Linked DNA regions of Rattus norvegicus: region 1 is linked to region 2. The links are chromatin contacts, called in public Hi-C maps. All regions are on one chromosome and are shown on one strand. The core of a region is the stretch at or near the end of the contact, and the rest is flanking DNA. Distances in the headings are between cores, read along the strand shown.

What was found. A called contact is a pair of places that touch in the nucleus more often than the background predicts.
Region 1: a Hi-C map of liver shows a contact between it and region 2, with 2.1 times the contacts expected there. The contact joins two enhancer-like sites. A contact is called at or near these places in 2 of 12 Hi-C or Micro-C datasets (kidney and liver).

The regions. Positions count from the first base shown.
Region 1 is chr11:30,718,240-30,723,690 of GRCr8, reverse strand. It overlaps C11h21orf91 (similar to human chromosome 21 open reading frame 91), which reads left to right. Exons shown (of 5, transcript NM_001108312.3): 3 at 1-482; 4 at 1,463-1,525; 5 at 2,789-5,451. The coding sequence ends at 2,955. Among named protein-coding and RNA genes, the nearest start is that of C11h21orf91, 28 kb to the left of the region's middle. Within about 2 kb of position 1,455, at least 2 of the 93 cell types and tissues checked have an H3K27ac peak or open chromatin away from gene starts, as enhancers often do. A contact at or near this core is called in liver, where this site is marked.
Region 2 is chr11:30,642,795-30,648,173 of GRCr8, reverse strand. No RefSeq gene overlaps it. Among named protein-coding and RNA genes, the nearest start is that of C11h21orf91, 100 kb to the left of the region's middle. Within about 2 kb of position 2,848, at least 6 of the 93 cell types and tissues checked have an H3K27ac peak or open chromatin away from gene starts, as enhancers often do. A contact at or near this core is called in liver, where this site is marked.

The sequences.
Region 1 (5,451 bases), core at 206-2,705, 77 kb before region 2:
ATTGAGAGGCCACAAAGACTGCTTTGAAAAATACCATTTAATTGCCAACCAGGATTGTTCTCGATCCAAGCTCTCCAAAAGTACTTACGAAGGAGTTAAAACCATCCTGAGTAAGAAGATAAACTGGATTGTGCAGTATGCCCAAAATAAGAATCTGGATTTGGACTCGGAGTGTTCCAAAACTTCCCAGCATCACCTGTTTAATTTCAGGCATAAGCCAGAGAAGAAATTACTCCCACAGTTTGACTCTCAGGTGCCCAAGTACTCAGCCAAGGGGTTAGCAGGAAGCGCAGTCGGCATCTCAAGCTATACGCAGAGAATCCTGGACCACAGGGAGGACACGGACTTCGGGCTTGGTATCCTGGAAGACGCGGATGCATTGTGGACTCACAGTCACAACCAGGCACAGAAAACAGAAGAGACGAGCTCTGTTCCGGAGCGGAGTGTGCAGACCCAGAGTCCTCGCTACAGCCGAGAAGAGCGTAAGTAGTGTGTGAGAATGAAGGTGAAGAATAAGTATATAGTTTGACCTTTATTGAGGGAAGGTTGGGTGGTAGTTGGTCTGGTTTTTTTTCTTCTATGCACACGTTTGTGTGTGTGTGTGTGTGTGTGTGTGTGTGTGTGTGTGTGTGTGTTCAGAATTACAATGTAGGATGACAGATTTGGTGGACATAATATTTAAGTGACAGATTGACCTCAACAATAGTGAGACATCTTAAAAACTTCTTTGGAGGGTTCTTGAATATATACTATTTATTACACACCAAATTTCATTGCCACTGTCATTTATTTTGCCCTTATTAGTGACCAAATAGAGCAGAAATCATCAAAATGAATTGAAAGTTCAGGGTTCTTTCTGCTTATGTAACTGGAACTATTGCCCAGTACACACTGTCATGTTACTAACCCCTTATATGACTAATCAGCCACAGGAGTCGATTTTAAAACAGACATCTGACAATTTACTGAACGCTAAAAGGTGTAACATGGGCATTTATTTTAAATTTTAAAATGACTTTTGCCTGCCCCTTTCCTACAAAGTCTCACCAAGGTGATTCTGATTGGCTTAGATGAAATTATTTTAGATCCAGAAGGGGCCTTGACGATGTCTTTAGACAGGTCCTCGATCCTTCATGTAAAGTTGTTTTGCTAGACAGATATTTTAAAGCCCTACTGCATGACGTAATTAATGCTTACTAGAAGTCACTAGTACTTCTACCTTTTTTGTTCAAACTCCCTGTTTCCTGTGGAGGATGGAGGTGTTACAGTGCTAGTATAAATGTGTCTCGCCTGAGGGTTTTGTAGTTAAGATTTGCTACACTTTTAAGAACCAATGAAGGAAATGGGGTTCTGTTGAATGTTGAATTGGTGAATTATCTGCCCGTCCTCTACCTAAGAACCTGGCAGCAGCTTGCTGTCCAAGGCTGTGTGTGGTAACAGTTACTGTGTTTTCCTATTTCAGTGAATTCGATGACGCTTGCTGAAGTAGTTCAACTGAGTACAAAGCTCCGACAGCAAATCCAGGGTAAAGACTCAGTCTCAATGCTTGTCATGTGTAAAAATGTTGATACCACCCATCCCCTGTGACTGGACACTGTTAGAGTCTACAGCGTTTAAATCTGGGAATTAGACATTGAGACCTGTTGAGGTTTGGGAGCCAAAACAGCAATGGGTAGATCTCTTTGGGGCCTTCAGGAAAAGTAATCTAAGTAGAATGGAGAGCTAACCTCTGCCTTTTGCCACTGTTGTCTTCATCGAGGGCCAGTCATAGCACTGGGCAGTCTGGGGTTTACATCCTGATAGTTCCTTAGGGCCATGGTACTACCCCTGGTTATCCACATAAACTACGAACATTTGAAACCCATAAAAAATAGTGAGACAAGTGTGCCGACCACTTCCTGTGGTCATCAGCTGCAACTGTTACTAAATATCCCATTTCTATCCCTGTGGGCCCACCTCAGCACACTGCATGGATTATTTTTGAGATTCCCCAACAAAACATTGTTTTGTCCATAAATACATGAGGGTTTTCTAAAAAAAAAAAAAAAAACAAAAAAAACAAAGTCTGCCTTTGTCATTTCTTCCAGCTTCCGTCCATTTAGGTAAAACAAATAGTTATTCTTTGGAGGCCTTTAAGTCGCTTGCAGAGTATGCAATCAGTCAGTAGCAGACTGAAGTGCAAAGCTTTAAGCACACAGCTTCTGAAAACCGTTAAACATGGCACTGATATTCCCAGTCCACACCCACTGCGGCCTTCTGTTCGTCACAAATGGGGCCGCACTCAACTCTGACCGTGCTTCTGTGAGATGGTCACATTTATTACTGATCTTACCCGTAAAAGAAAATTCAAGCCCGAGGTCTGGATTGTCTGAGGCCGTCACATAACCACCAGTAGGGGCCAGGGTTTTGAAAGTCTGTTCCAAGTCTCTGAGGAGTTTCTAGACCTGGATATTAATGAACGTTTATGCCACAGGTCATTATGTATTGATTGAACCTATTTATAGGTTGTAATGGAGACGTGACTCAAGTGGTGGCCACTCTTTCTGCTGTATGTACTTATAGTCTTTCTAAACTTGCACCCGGTGGACACCACTGGGTATCACAGTTTCCTGTGGGAAGTGTGATAGAGTGCTCAACACTGATAGGCTCAGAAGGAAACAGCCGTTTTCTTCAGTATCAAATCCGTTTCTTGCTAAAACTTAACTCATACCTGTGTTTACTTAAGATGGAGTCATAGCCATTAGCCTTCCGCGTACTAAAAGTGAAACTGCCTTTTAAATCCTCACAGAAGTTTTTGAAGAGTTGACACACCAGGTGCAAGAAAAGGACTCCCTGGCATCCGAGCTCCACGTCCGTCACGTGGCTATCGAGCAGCTCCTCAAGAACTGTTCCAAGTTGCCCTGCCTCCAAGTGGGACGGACCGGAACAAGGCCACACCTATCCACTAACAACTGAGCTGAGCACAGCTCCCGCGCTCTTCATCTCTGTCGCTCTGCTAAGCATCTGGACCGAGAAAGCATTTGAAGAACGTCATGGTCCATTTTCATGGTTGTTGTACTTGCAAAACATAAGATAATATTCATTATCTTTATCTAATAAAGCAGATCACTCTAGTCCAGGGTTAATCATTTGGCTACATTCGGGGGGCTTTTTCTTATAATTACTAAATGCCCGTCCCTAACTTTTACAGTGTTTGACTACTTAAATCCACTGTTACAGTGTTTCTATTGACCAATTTTTTATTGTAACTCAGCTGTCAAGACAACAGAAGCCTAATTAATAAGGTCTTGCGTTAGCCTAAACTACTAGAGATAATTTTAAAGAGGGAAATAGAATTCATAATATCACCTTATTTATGAGCAATATTTTAATATAAAATTTTATATATAAAATTGCTATTTTGGGTATTTTTCATCGTCTTTATAATTTTGTATTTGAATGGCCGTGTGTATTTGCACTTCGTTGTGTGAATATGTTCACCTCTGTGAAGATCGCTGCATCTTGGCGATACAGTGTTTTTATAACTGTTGTCTTTCTTTCCAAAGATAAATGTGTTCTGGCTAGTATTTGGAGAAGCAATCTACATAGCTGAGGTGTTTGCACTACTAACAGCATAGGAAAGGGGAATTTACTGCTCTTTAAAGCATATGTCCAAATGAGTAAAGCACATTATTGTTTTCTAAGGAAAGCAATGCTCAATTAGCTTAGGAGGAAAATACTAGCCTATTTTTTATGTGTCAGTCTCCGTAACAGTAAAAGCCCCGCCTCTTAACTCTCGTGACTTCCTGTGATGTGTTAGTTTTGGACAAAGTAGGTCAACTCTCTGCTCCCAGTCCACTGTAAATACGATCTTCAAACTGTACCTGTCCCCCTTTTGGGGGAGGGGGAGATAAAATTATTAGGCGTGTCACTTCACATGGAGTTCCAATAATCTGTTAACTGTCCAAATTCTGCCATCCACATCACTGAAGTTGATCCAAGAAATAAAAATAAAAGACTAAAGAAAGAAAGAAAGAAGAAAAAGCATTTTAAAGGTACTTTCTAAGTTTTAAAATCTAAAGGGAGAGAAGATTACAGAACCAAAAAAAAAAAATCAATTCAGTAAAAAGCATAATATAAGCTACTTTGATTTCAGATTCTTAACTAATAAGTTATTTCAAAATGTTAGATAAGTTTTAATGATAAAATAAAAGCTATAACTAGTCCAAAGTTAAAATGGACTCTTTAGCTGGTGCTTAGAATGTATTTGTGCGGTAGATATTTTTTGGCTTGCAGAAATCTAAGGAAAGAAAGCCTCATACGTAAAGATGGTTTCTGCCTTGAAGTTGGCAGCCTGTATCTGGGCAAGGGTCAGACTTTAATATGGAGCATACATGATATTTGACTAAACAGATGACTGCGTCACTGTAGAAAAAGCACCTTTCCTAATGCTAAGATGTATTAAGCCAGCTTGGCTAGTCAATATCCCGTTGTTTTTGCTTTGTCCGAAGAAGCTTTTGAAGCTTTTTGGAAGGAGCTTTTGAAAAAAGAAAAATGCTTTTTAGCTTCTCTCAGTTCTTGGAGCCATCCAAGATGAATTTGAAATCCGGAGGGCGGAGGTGAGTGCGTTGCCTTAGTTTTGAGAAGCTTTAAATTGAACGTGTGCAATATGGAAGGTTCCACGTGTAGCAGCTGGGGGCGTGTCCTGAGGGGGCGTGTCCTGGTTGTGCCGGTAAGCGTTTCAGTGCTCAGTTGTTACTGTCCTGTTTTCAAGTTTAACTGCGCTGTACTCTTGCCTGGCATAACTCATTAAGAGGAGCAGCTGTCTGGATGATGGAAAGGTCGTTCTTGGGCAGCCATAGGAGTGTGTGACATTCAGTTTTGGGTACATGCAGTGCTCAGTGTATTTCTATCATAGGAGACATACGGTGCAGTCCTAAAAACCAGTGATACCCAAAGAAAAACGTGTGCTTATCTCTTAAGGAGTTCTCTGGCAAACATTTAGTTTACTAATGAGTTTGGAATAACTGGGGTTTCTCCCGCGTACTCTAAGGTCTTAACTGGGACCTCCGACTCATTTCTTTTAGATATTTCACTGGGAACACCAAAGGAATGGTGCTAAGTCGATCTCTGGTGCGGTGGTAACACTAGTACTCATTCACATGGATTTTGCTGGAGTATACTACTTTGTATAATTTAACTACCCGTTGTTTGGATTTTTTTTGTTGGTGGTGGTTTGCTTGCTTGCTTGTTTTGACACAGGGTCTTGCTACATAGCTTTGGCTAGCCTAGCATTCTCTTTGTAGACCAGACTAGCCTGGAATTTGTAGCAATTCTCCTGCCTCAGGAGGAGATCTAGTACTGTGATTCAGGTGTAATCTCCTACTCCTAGCTTGCTATGCTCTCTTGATTGAATATGCAATTGTCAGATATGCAAAAATAAGGATGGGCTTGGAGTTGAGGTCCAATTTA
Region 2 (5,379 bases), core at 1,599-4,098:
CCTGGCAACAATCTCTACCCATCTAGTTCCCAAGACAGGTTGCCACCATGCCAGACATACACACCCCAATTCCATGGTGCCCCAGTGTGTCCAGCCACCACACAGTCTTTTGAACTCAATTAAATCACCACATGAAAGAAAACACAACACCATAACCTTTGATCCAATTGATAATATATAATTGCCCACCTAGACATACAAAACCCTGTACACATCCATCACATAAGAATATCCATAACAACCTGTAAATGTGCAGAGAGGAATCTTAACATCCTCCTCCGTGTACTCTTGGCAAGTCTCCTCTCCTCCAGGCTCCTCCTCCTCTCGAAAACTTTTCTCCCGCCCATCCTTCCTTCTCATCCAATGACAGGCCTCATTCTATCCTATACCTGCCTTCACCTGTATAATGACATCATCCTACACACACACACACACACACACATACACACACACACACACACTCACTCACACACTCAACAATAACAACAAAAAAAAAAACAGGAACTAACAATCATTGGTCATTTGTATCTCTCAATATCATTGGATCCAGTTTCCCAATAAAAAGACAAGGCTAACGGAATGAATAGGAAAACAAGATCCATTCTTCTGCTTCTTACACGGAATATACCTCAACATTAATGATAGACATTACCTCCGAGTAAAGGACTAAAAAAAGATTTCCCTAGCAAGTGGACCTAAGTAAAAAGCTGGTATAGCCATTCTAGTATCTAAAACAATAGACTTCAAACCAAAATTAATCAAAAGAGATGGGAAAGGACACTTTATACTCATGAAAGGAAAAATCCAAGATAATGTTTCAGTTCCTAACATCCATGCCCCAAACACCAGGGTACCCACATTTGTAAAAGAAACATTATTAAGGCTTAAGTCACACATTGACACATTATTGCTAGTGGGAAATTTCAATACCGTATTTTCACCAATGAACAGGTAGGTCATCCATATGAAAACTAAACAGAAACACTGGAACTCACAGATATTATTAACCAAATGAACCCAACAGATATCTACAGAACATTCCACCCAAACACAAAAGAATATACCTTCTTCTCAGCGCCTCAGGGAACTGTCCTCAAAATTGACCACATACTTGGTCACAAAGCAAATCTCAGGAGATACAAGAAAACTGAAACAAGGCCCTGTATCCTATCAGATCACCATGGATTAAAGCTGGGTATCAACGGCAATAGAAACAATGGAAAGCTTACAAATCCATGGAAACTGAAAAACAACTGAATACGTATGGGTTAAGACAGAAACAAGAAATTGGAATTCTAGACTTCAGTGAAAATAAATACACAACGTTAGCGAACGTATGCGACACGATGAAAGTGGCACTAAGAGGGAAGTTCATGGCACTAAAGGCCTACGGGGGGGGAGGGGATCTCACGCTAGCAACCCAAGAGCACACCCGAGGGCTCTAGAACGAGAAGAGGGAGGCATACCCAGGAGGGGTAGACTGCGGGGAATAATCAAAGTAGGGGCTGAAATCAACAAAATAAAACTGAAGAGAACAATACAAAGAATCAATGAAACAAAAATGTTGATTCATCAAAAAAGTCAACTAGAAAAATCCTTATCCAATCTAACTAAAATAAGACACAGATAAAAATTTCAAATTAGTAAGAGCACCAGTGGAAGGGGAAGCCCTGGGTCCTGCCAAGGCTGGACCTCCAGTGAACAACGTGATTGTTGGGGGGAGGGCGGTAATGGGGGGAGGATGGGGAGGGGAACACCCATAAAGAAGGGGAGGGGGAGGGGGATGTTGGCCCGGAAACCGGGAAAGGGAATAACACTCGAAATGTAAATAAGAAATACTCAAGTTAATAAAGATGAAAAAAATTCAAATTAACAAAATCAGAATGTAAGGGAAAGAGAAGAAGAGACACTGAAGAAATTCAAAGAATCATTAGGTTATAGTTTTGTGGGTTCTTTTTTTTTATGTAATCCACAAAACTGGAAAATCTACAAGAAATAGATGGTTTTCTGGGTGGGGCCTGGTAGATAGATGGTGATGGAGGCTTCCTTACTGCTCTGATAGTACTAGAGCCCATATCTCCTGGCTCATGGAGTGACACAAGATAGAGGATCCTAGCAAAAAGGGACCCTCACAATGGGCCCAGAACAGAGTGGTGGCTGCTTCCTGTCTTTACGGAAGTGTCCGTGGGTGCTGGCAGCCTGGTACCTCCTCACAGTGCCAGTGGGATTGTTGGCTACTTCAGAACTCAAGGCGATTCCCCATTGGTTCAAAGACTGTATAAAACACGCTTGGGGTACTCTATACAGTAAATCTGCGTTTCTGTGCTGGACTCCGGAGTCTCTTCCCTGGAATCATGACTCTGCCTCCTTCAGCCCCTCCTGGATCCCAGTTCCCACACCTATGATTGTTGCCAGTTGAAGAAGAAAGATACAAAAGAAGAAAATTAAGAACAATTTATTTTTAACTTACTCTTTTTTAATTAAGTAAACGTGTTCTTAATTAACGTGACAATTGCTTACATGTATATAGTGCCTTCTGTTTACTTTCATCCCTACCAAGTTTTACCCTCTTTCCACTCTATCCCCAATCCTCCCCAAAAAACCACATGCTACTTTAATGCCTTCCTTTTCTGGTTATGATCCACTGATTTTAACCAGTACCATCTGTGTGGGCACCGGTTTGGGACATCCATTAGAGTTCACTGGTTTGGTGTAAGCGGAGGATAAACATCTTCCAGAATCCATTAGCTACCAGCAGTTCAGCAGGAAGAGTTGGGGCTCTCTGAGCCCTTCATCCAACCATGATTGGCTGTTGGCAGGCCCAGAACAGACAAGCAATCAGAAGCTATGAGATCATGTTTGCACTCCTGTGTCCTGCCCCGAGGACAGCATTTCACAACCTCTCTCTGTGTCCCAGCTTGTAGTTTTGTTTTTTTTTCCTCTTCTTTTCTCTCTTTCACAATGTTCCCTGACCTTACCCGGGGTTACATAAATGTCCTGTTTAAGGATAAGCATTCACCAATCATTTATTCTAACTCTCTCGAGCCGTGCATTCTTCACTGTTCACTAAAAAGAGAAGCGTATTTGATGAAGGGTAGGAGTAGCATTTCTCTATGGGTATAAACAGTATTTGAACTGCAGCTAGGGATCATGTAAATTTAGCTAAATAGCAGTAGTGACTTCTTCCCTCGAGACCTCTGACCTTCCCAATAATTGTTTCCTTTTTTCTTTTCTTTTTTCTTAGGTTTTATTCAATTTAATGCTATATGTGAGTTAGTGTTTTGCCTGCACCTATGAGTGTGCCTCAAGCATACCTTGTGCCCATGGAAGCCAGAAGAAGGCATTGGGTCCCCTCGGGCTAGAGTGATAGATGGCTCTAAGGGCCATGTAAGTGCTGAGAACTGAATCATCTGCAGGATCAACAAACGCACTTAAACACTGAGTCACGTCTCCAGGCCATCTGTGAAGTTTTGACTGTGCTTACAGTACTAGACGTGCATTCTCTCCTAAGATGCAGGCCTCACATCCCAACCTGAGGTAACAGGTTGTATTATTATTGGACCAGCAGGTACATCTTTTTTTTTTATTAACTTGAATATTTCTTATATACATTTCAAGTGTTATTCCCTTTCCCGGTTTCCAGGCAAACATCCCCCTCCCCCCTCCCCTTCCTTATGGGTGTCCCCCTCCCAACCCTCCCCCCATTACCGCCCTCCCCCCATAGTCTAGTTCACTGGGGGTTCAGTCTTAGCAGGACCCAGGGCTTCCCCTTACACTGGTGCTCTTACTAGGATATTCATTGCTACCTATGGGGGCAGAGTCCAGGGTCAGTCCATGTATAGTCTTTAGGTAGTGGCTTAGTCCCTGGAAGCTCTGGTTGCTTGACATTGTTGTACTTTTGGGGTCTCGAGCCCCTTCAAGCTCTTCCAGTTCTTTCTCTGATTCCTTCAACGGGGGACCTATTCTCAGTTCAGTGGTTTGCTGCTGGCATTCGCCTCTGTATTTGCTGTATTCTGGCTGTGTCTCTCAGGAGCGATCTACATCCGGCTCCTGTCGGTCTGCACTTCTTTGCTTCATCCATCTTGTCCAATTGGGTGGCTGTATATGTATGGGCCACCTGTGGGGCAGGCTCTGAATGGGTGTTCCTTCAGTCTCTGTTTTAATCTTTGCCTCTCCCTTCCCAGCCAAGGGTATTCTTTTTCCTCATTTAAAGAAGGAGTGAAGCATTCACATTTTGATCATCCGTCTTGAGTTTCGTTTGTTCTAGGGATCTAGGGTAATTCAAGCATTTGGGCTAATACAGCAGGTACATCTTGCATGGAACTTTGGCGTTCTAGTTCACACAGTTCACAGCTGAGTAACACCATTGATGCCTTATCTATCCCAGCAGCCCACATAGCACATTCTAGCACCAGGAAAGCTGTTCATTAGGAAGAAAGTCCCCAGCTCACTTCCAGTTTGCTTTCTCTGTTGGTCTTACAAGCAAGCTGCACGGTGTCTTCAGGAAGAGGTTGTATTGTTTAGTCCTTGTGGGCAATGAGTGGAAATGTCCTGTATTTGGGGGCGGGAAATCTCAAGGTCCTTTCTGACCAGCAACTCATAAAGAGGTTTCACACACACACACATACACACACACACACACACACACACACACACACACGCACGCACGCACGCACGCACGCACGCACATGCACATGCACACACACACTGGGTTTCCTATTTGATAAGCAATGGCTTCTAGGAACATACTATCTCACTATAAAAGATAGCTAGCTCCCTTCTTTTTTTTTTTTTATTAACTTGAGTATTTCTTATTTACATTTCGAGTGTTATTCCCTTTCCCGGTTTCCGGGCAAACATCCCCCTAATTCCTCCCCCTCCCCTTCTTTATGGGTGTTCCCCTCCCCATCCTCCCCCCATTGCCACCCTCCCCCCAACAATCACGTTCACTGGGGGTTCAGTCTTAGCAGGACCCAGGGCTTCCCCTTCCACTGGTGCTCTTACTAGGATATTCATTGCTACCTATGAGGTCAGAGTCCAGGGTCAGTCCATGTATAGTCTTTAGGTAGTGGCTTAGTCCCTGGAAGCTCTGGTTGCTTGGCATTGTTGTACATATGGGGTCTCGAGCCCCTTCAAGCTCTTCCAGTTCTTTCTCTGATTCCTTCAACGGGGGTCCTATTCTCAGTTCAGTAGTTTGCTGCTGGGATTCGCCATGTATTTGCTGTATTCTGAGTGTGTCTCTCAGGAGCGATCTACATCCGGTTCCTGTCAGCCTGCCCTTCTTTGCTTCATCCATCTTGTCTAATTGGATGGCTGTATATGTATGGGCCACATGTGGGGCAGGCTCTGAATGGGTGTTCCTTCAGTCTCTGTTTTAAT